2 separate regions of the Zea mays genome follow, and region 1 is linked to region 2. A link is a contact called in public Hi-C data. All regions are on one chromosome and are shown on one strand. Each heading gives the region's core, a stretch centred on a gene start, on an enhancer-like site or on the middle of the called end of the contact. The rest is flanking DNA. Distances are from core to core; before and after follow the strand shown.

What was found. Hi-C and Micro-C count contacts between places; a contact is called where the count stands out from the background.
Region 1: a Hi-C map of leaf shows a contact between it and region 2, with 4 times the contacts expected there. The contact joins the promoter of LOC100282894 here to the promoter of LOC100281196 in region 2. A contact is called at or near these places in 2 of 25 Hi-C or Micro-C datasets (both in leaf).

Annotation. Positions count from the first base shown.
Region 1 is chr8:179,541,251-179,546,848 of Zm-B73-REFERENCE-NAM-5.0, forward strand. LOC100282894 reads left to right here and starts at 2,408. Exons shown (of 3, transcript NM_001371886.1): 1 at 2,408-3,083; 2 at 3,798-3,985; 3 at 5,374-5,598. The coding sequence starts at 2,504.
Region 2 is chr8:179,367,728-179,373,604 of Zm-B73-REFERENCE-NAM-5.0, forward strand. It overlaps LOC100281196 (regulatory protein NPR1), which reads right to left and starts at 1,258. Exons shown (of 4, transcript NM_001367877.1): 1 at 1-1,258. The coding sequence starts at 535.

The DNA of each region.
Region 1 (5,598 bases), core at 1,158-3,657, 170 kb after region 2:
GACACGTGTCCAGGACGTGGGACTAGGGCTGGAAAAAAAGCTCGAGGCTCGCGAGCCGGCTCGGGCTCGATCAGGCTCGGCTCGGCTCGCGAGCCTAAACGAGCCCGAGCCGAGCCTAATTCCATGGCTCGCTACACTAACGAGCCGAGCCGAGCCAGCTCGGTGAGGCTCGCGAGCCGGCTCGAGGCTCGGTCCAAACTATTACAGCTATCACTTGTCAGTTGTCAGTTTGTTTATTAGTGTCCAGTCATCTAGATCCAGTGACCAGTGTGTGGTTTTGGTCATAACTCACAAGGAACTAGAGTGCAGGGACATAATTTTTTATTATATGGAACATATTGTGCTTCAAATTTGAGCTAATGACCGTAATTAATGTTGTTGAGTACTTGAGTGTACAGGCTCGCGAGTCGAGCCGAGCCGGCTCACGAGCCTATATCGAGCCGAGCCGAGCCTCATCATCGAGCTCGTGAAGTGACCGAGCCGAGCCTGGCTCGGCTCGCTATTCCACCGAGCCTCACCGAGCCGAGCCGAGCCTGGCTCGGCTCGGCTCGTTTCCAGCCCTACGTGGGACGCACACGTGGTGCGATACTCATGGTGGTTTGGTGGTTAAACCTCGAAAACCCACCCAACTCAGGTGGAGAGTTCCAATGGGAAACAGAGGCGACACACGACGTCATCACGAATGGTGCATTAAGGCGAAGCAACTTCATATGGAGCGTGTGGTCGTTAGATCAAAACTCTAGGAGTTGGTCTATTTCGCCCCCGCCTAAGGGGATAGACTCTATGTATATAGGAGTAGTTTAGAAAGTAGTAATAACCCTCTATAAATAGATGAGTAGAGCTGTTGTTATAGCCATCTCTTTAGCTCAGGGTTTTAGCACATGTAGATTTTCATTCCCTAGACTGCTCTAGTTTTGTTGTCAAAGATATGCAACACTTTGAACCTCTACGTCTGTGATTTTACAATCTTCACTGTGTAATCCGGGGAAGGGTGACCGGTTCTGCCAGTAGGTTTCATTGATTCAAAATCTCAGTTTTGTTTCCAGCTATAGGGGCTCAAACTCATCTCTTCCTCTATACGCGAGAAACTGTTGCGCTCCGGGGAGCCCTCCTTGAGCCTAGGACTGGGCGTTCGGGTTTACCCGAAAATTCGGGTCGGGCTTTTCGGGTTTTTTAAATTTCGGGTTTTCAACAGTTGAACCCGTACTCGTACCCGAAATTTCGGGTACCCGCAATTTCGGGTACCCACAAATTCGGGTTTGGGTTTGTGTAAAATTCGGGTACCCGTTATTGCCTTTGACAAAATCACAAACTCAAATCACAAACTCCAATCACACTTGGTTGTTGCCTGTTGGTCCACTCGGGCAATGCATGTGCGTGACGGGCGCCTGGACGTTGGCCTGGACGGCGCCTTGGTGAGGCCGCGGCGCCTGGACGCTAGCGTCGCGTTGAGCGCTGGTGGCTGGCGTGCGACCGGCTGGACAGGTTGCAGTTGTAGCCTAGGCGATGGCCAATGGGGGGCGTGCCGCAGCCGCCGCTGGTGCCGCGCCAGGAACAGCCGCCGCTGGAACAGCCGCCGCTGGTGCCGCGCCAGGGACTCAGGACAGCCGGACAAGGAAGACAGGACTCAGGAGTTAGGGTTGGCTGGATTGGGAGGTTTCGATTTCGTAGTAGGCTGCCAACTGGGCCGTGGGCTGTGGAGCTTGCGCTCGGCCTGGCGCCTGGCGGCCTTCTAGTAGAATGGATATCGGGTAGAATGGGTACTTCGGGTACCGCGGGTTAGTACCCGATTAGGCCCGAACTTAGTTCGGGTATCCAGTTTCATTACCCGCTGGAGCTATTTGGGTAACGGGCTTCGGGCTAAACGGGTATGGGTTCGGGTATTTCGGGTATAGGGCTTCGGGCTCGGGTTTTATGCCCAGGCCTACTTGAGCCTATAAAAGGAGGAGCCCAGTGCTTTATTCGGAGAGTGCTTTATTCGAAGAGGAGAAGACTTCATGGTTTTTCACCTCCACGATTGATATTGGCACTTGCCTCAATCACTACCAGGAACTTGAGGACTTCTTTCGACCAGCTTGTATCCTCTACCACAAGCACTTAGACACAAGTAATATAAGTCTTATCTCCTTCTAATAGAAGTAGGGTTGTCTAAACCCGAACCAGGATAAATGTTTGTGTTGTATCACCATCTAGGTCCATGGACACACAGCAATAATTCACTTTAAAAACAAATACTAGTACGACACGATAGAAAATCGAAGGGAGTATAACTTAACAATGCAAATTAGGATCACATTTCCTGTATGGATTTTTTTACCCATATCCAATTTGCATCCGTGCCGAACACGCACTGATCCTCGTCTCCATCCCCACCTCCGCGGCTTAGCCACTCGCCACACTTGCCGTTCTCCGCTACTATTCTACTCCACTCTACCTACCGCCCCACGCTCCAGTGCTCGCCCGCCCTCCAGACCGCACGCACGCACGGCACGAGCTCGCCGCGATGTCATGGTTCGCTCGCTCCATCGCTGCCACACTTTCATCTGCCCACTCTGACGACGATGAATCCGAGCCCGCCTCCGGCGACAACAGCCCGCCGCGCGCCTCCGACCCCACCAGCGCCGAGACCGGTGAGTCCGATGAGCAGCCGGACACCCCGAGCCGCGGCGTTAAGGGCGACATCTCGGAGCTGACCGAGTCCCTCACCCGCCGGTTCTGGGGCGTTGCCTCCTTCCTCGCGCCACCGCCAACTGAAGGAGAGACTGAAGAGGAGGAGGAGGAGACAGCCGCCGCCGCGGAGGTGCCTCAGTCCCCACGGATCGACGGGATCCGGAGTGACCTGGCGGAGATCGGGGGCAGGGTGAAGACCGGCATCTCGATGCTGTCGAACGCCGGCGCGGTGGCGGAGATCTCCAGGTTCGCGTCATCGTTCCTGCCATTCGGTCCCGGGGATCAGGGGGAGGAGGAAGAGGGCGAGGCGGTCGGTGTGACCGAGGAGGTAGTGGTGTTCGTCGGTAACATCTCAAAGCATCCGAAGACATGGCTCGATTTCCCCTTGTTTGTTGATGACCGACACGCAGATGGTAAGAGCCAGTGTCATCAGATTGGAACGCTTGAACTGTTTATTTTGTTGCTTTAATTCATAGATGGTGGAACCTATTGTTTTGGTGCGATTGTGTGCTCATTTTGTTGCAGTAGACTAGTACTGGGTAAGGGAAGAATTTGAGGGTTGACTTTACTTGCTTATTAAGCTTGTTTGTCTACAATACGGTATTCTCTTGCTACTGAAATTACGGTTTCTAGAGTGTAACTAAATGGATTAATTATATACATGCCACTCAACTTTTGCAAAATTAGATAGCAAGTTCATTTTGATGTCATTGAGTGGCATCCAAATGAACCAACTACCTAATATTGCAAAAGTTGAGTGGCATATTTCTGATGAACACCCCTAAATGGATCTATTCATCTTAATTTAGCATCTGGACTCAAGTCATTATTAGCCATCATTGTTCATGTTGAAATTGAGTAGATTTTGCATATATTTACAAAGATTTCTGGGGAAGTGTTGTTTGCAACTGGTTGTAACCATACTTTTGCTCAAACTTGCAAGTGGGTCAGAGTTGTTTTTGGAGTTGACAACTATAGGTTCAACATCTGTGAGTCGAATGAGTTGGCACAATTTTGCATGTCATTCCTTCATGTATCATGTATGATGCATGTCCAATATTCTTTAGCATACCACGCTGATTTTCTCAGTTTCTTACCTACATTTGATATGCTTCTATGTTTTTTAGATTTTGAACTATCAGATGAACAGTATGGACATGCAGTTGCTATAGAGCGGCTTGTACCAAGCCTATCATACCTCAGGACTGAGCTTTGCTCTACCAATATGAGTGAAGCGTGCTTCTGGAAGATATATTTTGTGCTTCTCCATTCGAAACTCAGCAAGCAAGATGCTGAAATTCTTTCAACACCACAAGTATACTCTCTATCCTCTGTTCTGTTTTTCTCTAATTGTATTTTTTATCATGTTCGTTTGTTGCTGTTCATGCAGACTACAATTACCGAAACAAAAGCATCTGCTTATAGGCTTGATTTGGACAACTTACATAGATCTTGTCAGAAATAAAAAAAAACTTGTTTATGTGTTATGACCTGTGGTATTTTGAATGTGAGATATGCTATCTGGAAACCATTTTCTTACCCCACCCCAATAAACTGTCATTTTGTTTATTTGGCTTATTGTCTATCCTTTCTCTGAAGTATGAACCAGTCCATTTGTGACTTTATGAGTAGCGTGAGCTCAAGTTGACTAATACAAACCTGAGGCTGGGGTCAAAAAAAGGGGCAGCCCGGTGCATGTACTACTCCATTCAAAATTAGCCATGGGTCTTGTGGATCCATGTTATTGTACATTTGTACCAGTCACTTCATTCCAAATTATAAGATGCTTTGGCTTTTCTAGATACATTGCATTTACTATGTATCTAGACATAGCGTATATCTAAATGTATAGCAACAGTTATTTATCTATAAAAGCCAAAACTTCTTATAATTTGGAATGGAGGGAGTAATTGTTAAGGAATCATACATCCAGCATGTATCATGACAGTTACAAATTATCTTGCTTGAAGCTTAAGTTCTTCATCGCTAAGCTGATGGGAATATGTCAACAACAAAAGTTATAAGCAGACCCAAATTGATACCATTGTAAATGTTGTAAGCACAAAGCTTGATGATTACGCTCGATGCAAATGTCATCTTCATATGTAAAGTTCGTTGATCAATAACCATTTGTATGTCCATTTCCAAGTGAGATTCGTGGCATGCATGTCCATTATAGAACTATTTGTATGTCCATATTTCCAGGTTGTAGCTCTTGTCAGATAGAGTGAGGTTGAGGAGATGTATCACCAACATTGGCAGTTAATTGTTTTTTGGATATTTATGCTGTAGTGATGTTTTTGATTTCTGAAAACTGAAGCCTTCCAAAGTTAGACTCCAGTTTTTCAAATGAAGTACTGCCTAATTAGTAGTCTGGATAACCTTCATTAATTGCTCGTTTTGTCAACCAAACTAAACTTTCTAATTCATGTAGTTAAATTTTCATATCATACATGAGAACAAAGCGTTCCATTATATAATATAACTACTGCACATGCCAAGTCTATGAATCATATTTTCACATCACACTGCTCTTAGTACCATTACAATAAATATATAGAAGTCGTGAATCATACCTTTATTTTTTGTTATTAGTAACTTTGGATGGGAAGTTTGTTGGTGCACTTTTATTTCATTGGGAGCTTGAAGCGTGCATCTATCATTGTTGTATTTCCCATCCTAAAATCCTCCTGTTTCACACAGATCCTGGAAGCAAGAGAAGGACTACTGCAAAGTTCACCGACAAAGCACAAGCTGTTATCAGAAAGCAGGAATACTACAGAACCTGAAGAGAGTGAGTTGTCACCGGCAAGCATCCAAAACAAGCATGGAGTATCTGAAGCGCCGTCATTCCAAGAACTAACTTCTGACCCTGTGCCTAATGTTGAGGCTGACAAGCATCCTATCTCAAGTACTGAGGCAGAAATA
Region 2 (5,877 bases), core at 8-2,507:
CCACGTCGACCGGTGCCGGCCGGAGCTTGCCGGTGTACAGGTACCCCAGAAACGCCTGGAAGGCCTCGCGCCCCACGCGGCCGGCGGGAACGAGATCCTCCATCTTGTACCGCGGCCTTCCACTGGCAGCCCCCTCCGCGGCTACTCCGGCGCCGGCGGCCGCATCACCGCGCGCTGCCCCTGCGCGGCCGCGAGCGGCGAAGAGGTCGTAGAAGAAGTCGCTGCGTGCGGCAAGGATGCAGCGGTGGATGGGTACGGGCGGCCCACCGTCGGGCACATCGACGTCGGCGTCGCTGCAGTCTAGGTCCGGGTCGAGGAGCAGCCGCTCGAGGTTTTTGCTGAGCCGGTTCAGGCTCACGGCCTCCACGCTGCCTCCGCTCCCTGCGGCAGCGACTCCACCACCCCACCCCTGGCCGGCAGGCAACGGGGGAGTCTGGGGCGGCCCTGGCGGCGGCAGCGCGACGGAACAGGGGCTCGAGCCGTTGGACAGGTACGACGACGACGACGCGAACGTGATGGACGACGACGGCTCCATGGCTTCCCACAACTGCCAAGCGCAAGACGCGAGCCCCTACTTGTGCCGGACCCGGACCACTACGACCATGAGATGGTGGTCGCCTCAAGCGGTTTCGGCAGCCAAACCGAGAACTTTCTGGCTTTGCACGGCCAAACACCCCCAATTCTGCGCTCTGCTTGGCTGGCTCCAGGCAAATCCGCGTCGGCAAAAGCCTCCTCGACGTGACCCTTCCTAGAGCGGCACGGAAGTCGGCGTAAATCACACGCGAGTCCTCCCAGCGTTGCCGATCCCGGACTGAAATCTCACCGGCGCTGCGTCAGGCCAGGAACAGAAAATATGGTGCTTCCCCTTCTTCTTCCTACCGGGCGGTGGCTAAATCTCAGACAAGTGAAAAAGGGATCCAAGAGGGCAGCATAGTAGCTACAGGGAATAACGTGAGGGATTGTTGGCCGGTGCTGGGAGGGGCGAGGACTGACTGAGGAGCGGTAGGGGTCCAACGGAATCGTGGAAGAAGAGTCCGGGGGAAACGCAGTTGCGTGGAAAGTAGGGAGATAGGGATGGGGGAAAGAGTGGATCGAAGAAGACGACGACTCGACGAGGAAGGAGAATAGACTAGAGAGGCGCCGGAAGGAGAATAGAATAAACAAGTAAAAAAATCCAAGAAATCTCGAGTATTTCGGCGCAATTTGAAGGAAAACCTGAGCCCTGTGCCCCTGTATACGTCGTCAAGTGACGCCTGACCAGGGTGACGTCGACGGCAATCGGCAAGGCTCGTCTGCCTGGCGTCGTCCTCATCCTCTCTAGTCTCTACGGTCCCCAACACCTTATCTGTCAATATTTCTTTTTTCAAAAATCAATATGTCCATGTTTTTCTGTTACTCCTAGTAGGTGTGTGAAAGTTTCTTGTGACTATTAAAAAAGAAAGACTGAAGTTATATGTCAACGTATCCCTAATAAATACCGTAATGAATCCGTAAATAAACTGTAACAAAACTCTACTCTAATAAATCATAAGAAGGGAAATTCCAACACTTCCTACGCCGTTCAAGCACGTGTGAAGCTAGAAATTTAATCAACAAGACAGTTTAAACATCGATTTCGTCCAATTGAATCATCGACCGCAGACTTTCTCCTCAATCAGCCTCTCTCGAAATTAGTTTGTTTTACATAACAAGCTTAAATTGTGAAATCTACTTTAAAGGCTATGTGTCAAAGGTCCAAAAAAACAAGTCACTTTGAGTTTGTTATTGGAAACGAAAAATATAAAATGGACAAATTGTGTAAGAAGGTGTATTTGATTTATTGGGTCAAGAGACAACGAGTACTTTTCGTACGGGACTCTCGATTTGCAAGCCAAATTAGTTATATGAGGTGAGGTGTGTTGTGCCCCCATGTTTGTTTGTTGCACCCACATGTCGCTCTAAGCTTTACCTCCAAAGCTACCTTATGCTTCCGCAACGAGATGTATCTTCGAGATAGTGAGGTATATATATGACATAGTAAATATAAATGTAATATGGATCTTTATTAAGACGAAAGGAAGATAAAAAACAAGGCTTTTGTAAGCACCAAGACATATCATCAGATGTTGGCAAAACATCATCTATAACTTTATTAAGAAACGACAGACGCACAGTGTCAGTCATGCATCTTAGAGCCCAACTCTCTTATGGACAAGCCCCATTCTAACGGGGCCTAGGGTCCTGCATGTCGAGGACCTTACGCGAGAGCCTTGGCTTCCTAGGACACCTTCATGTCGAGGTCTCAAGCACTATATAGAGTGTGCTGAAAGGGAAATAGGGTTAACCACTTTCTATAAATAGATTTTAGTAGTTGACGATCAACACAAACCACATGGACTAACTAGTTTGGCTAGATGTGATTTATCTCAGGTGCATAAGGTTCAACACAAACCAAAAAGAAATCCAGTTAGCGACACAATAAAAAATGAAGCAAAGGACTTGAGTGTGCTGATTTTTGGCGCACCATACATTGTTCGGTGCACCAGGCCAGGCGCCCTTCAAACAGGCCACACTCGGGAATTCAGAGGCGCGCTCCGCTATAATTCATCGGACTGTCCGGTCAGCCAGCGGAGCAATGGCTCTCTGTGCGCCAACGGTCGACTGCAAAACGCTATAGTGCGAAACAGTGCCGCGACAGAAGTTAGAACACAGAAGTCAGAGGTCACCGGACTGTCCGGTGTGGCACCGGACTGTTGAAAGGGAAATGTGCCCTTGGGCCATTTCTAAGTATTTTGGTGATTTAGTGTCCAACACAAGTGCCCAAGTGTTAAATGGTGGACAAAGTACAAACCAAGTATAAAGGTATGTTTCTCAGAATTAATACATTGTTTTAGAGACTAATGTATTGTGTCTAAGTGCTGGAAACAGGAAAAATCAAGTTGGAACTAAAGATGACTTTGTTCAGCCAAAGTCAGCTCTGACTGGGTGCACCGGACTGTCCGGTGGTTCACCGGACAGTGTCCGGTGCGCCAGGCTGGCTCAGGCGAACTTGCTGCTCTCGGGAAGTGATTAACGGCGTACGGCTATAATTCACCGGACTGTCTGGTGTGCACCGGACTGTCCGGTGAGCCAACGGTCGGTCGGGCCAACGGTCTGCCGCGCGATCCGCGCGAAACACGTGGCCGAGCCAACGGTCGGAAGGGGGCACCTGACTGTCCGGTGTGCACCGGACAGTGTCCGGTGCGCCAACGGCTCCAAAGCGCCAACGGTCGGCTTCGCCAAATAAGGAAGGAGATCCGCACCGGACAGTGTCCGGTGGTGCACCGGACTGTCCGGTGCGCCAGGTGACAGAAGGCAAGAATTGCCTTCCAGGAATGCACTCAACGGCTCCTAGCAGCCTTGGGACTATAAAAGGGACCCCTAGGCGCATGGAGGAGTACACCAAGCATTCTCTAAGCATTCCTAAGTGAAAGTCGCCTAGAGGGGGGGTGAATAGGGCGAAACTGAAATTCTCAAAAACAATCACAACTACAAGCCGGGTTAGCGTTAGAAATATAATCGAGTCCGAGAGAGGGCGTGAAAACAAATCGCAAGCAAATAATGAAGTGAGACACGAGGATTTGTTTTACCGAGGTTCGGTTCTCTCAAACCTACTCCCCGTTGAGGAGGCCACAAAGGCCGGGTCTTTTTCAACCCTTTCCCTCTCTCAAACGGTCCCTCCGACCGAGTGAGCTTTCTCTTCTCAAATCAACCGGGAGCAAAACCTCCCCGCAAGGACCACCACACAATTGGTGTCTCTTGCCTTGGTTACAAGTGAGTATTGAACACAAGAAAGAATGAAAGAGAGAAAGCAATCCAAGCGCAAGAGCTCAAATGAACACGGCAAATCACTCTCACTAGTCACTAGGGCTTTGTGTTGAATTGGAGAGGATTTGATCACTTTGGGTGTGTCTAGAATTGAATGCCTAGCTCTTGTAAGTGGTTGAGAAGTGGAAAACTTGGATTGCAATGAATGGTGGGGTGGTTGGGGTATTTATAGCCCCAACCACCAAAAGTGGCCGTTGGGAGGTTGTCTGCTCGATGGCGCACCGGACAGTCCGGTGCACACCGGACAGTCCGGTGCACACCGGACAGTCCGGTGCCCCCTACCACGTCATCACTGCCGTTGGATTCTGACCGTTGGAGCTTCTGCCTTGTGGGCCCGCCTGGGTGTCCGGTGCACACCGGACATGTACTGTTTGCTGTCCGGTGTGCCAGCATGGGCGATTCTGACTCCTGCGCGCGCTGCGCGCGCATTAAATGCCGTTGCAGGTAGCCGTTGGCGCGAAGTAGCCGTTGCTCCGAGGTTGCACCGGACAGTCCGGTGCACACCAGACAGTCCGGTGAATTATAGCGGAGCGGCGAAGGAGAAAACCCGAGGCTGGTGAGTTCCTGAGGCCGACCTTCCCTGGAGCACCGGACATGTCCGGTGTACACCAGACAGTCCGGTGAATTATAGCCGAGTCGCCTCTGGAAATTCCCGAAGGTGGCGAGTTTGAGTCTGAGTCCCCCTGGTGCACCGGACATGTCCGGTGGCACACCGGACAGTCCGGTGCGCCAGACCAGAGGTGCCTTCGGTTGCCCCTTTGCTCCTTTGTTGAATCCAAAACTTGGTCTTTTTATTGGCTGAGTGTGAACCTTTTACACCTGTATAATCTATACACTTGGGCAAACTAGTTAGTCCAATTATTTGTGTTGGGCAATTCAACCACCAAAATTATTTAGGAACTAGGTGTAAGCCTAATTCCCTTTCAATCTCCCCCTTTTTGGTGATTGATGCCAACACAAACCAAAGCAAGTATAGAAGTGCATAATTGAACTAGTTTGCGTAATGTAAGTGTAAAGGTTGCTTGGAATTGAGCCAATATTAATACTTACAAGATATGCATGGATTGTTTCTTTCTTAGATAATATTTTGGACCACGCTTGCACCACATGTTTTGTTTTTGCAAACTCTTTTGTAAATCCTTTTCAAAGTTCTTTTGCAAATGGTCAAAGGTAAATGAATAGGATTTTGCAAAACAATTTCAGGATTTGAAATTTTCTCCCCCTGTTTCAAATGCTTTTCCTTTGACTAAACAAAACTCCCCCTAAATGTTCTCCCCCTTTTGAACTCAATAAGATACCAATTTGAAAAATACTCTTGGAAAACACTAATCCCTAATTAATTGGTGGGTGGTGGTGGTGCGGTCCTTTTGCTTTGGGCTCATTTCTCCCCCTTTTTGGCATGAATCGCCAAAAACGGAATCATTAGAGCCCTCGAAGTGCTATCTTCCCCTTTGGTCATAAATAAATGAGTTAAGATTATACCAAAGGCGAAGTCCGGTCCTTTAGCTTTGGGCTCTTACTCTCTCCCAAAGACGAAGTCCTTTTCTTTGATGCTCATTTCTCCCCAAAGAATAGAGAGTTGCTTGGAGTGATGGCGAAGTATGAGTTACGGAGTGGAAGCCTTTGTCTTCGCCGAAGACTCCAATTTCCTTTCAATATACCTATGACTTGGTTTGAAATACTCTTGAAAACACATTAGTCATAGCATATACAAAAGAGATATGATCAAAGGTATACTTGTGTGCTATGTGTGCAAACTAGCAAAAGAAATTTCTAGAATCAAGAATATTGAGCTCATGCCTAAGTTTGGTAAAAGTTTGTTCATCAAGTGGCTTGGTAAAGATATCGGCTAATTGATCTTTAGTGTTAATGTATGAAATCTCGATATCCCCCTTTTGTTGGTGGTCCCTAAGAAAATGATACCGAATGGCTATGTGTTTAGTGCGGCTTTGCTCGACAGGATTGTCGGCCATTTTGATTGCACTCTCATTATCACATAGCAAAGGAACTTTGGTTAATTTGTAACCGTAG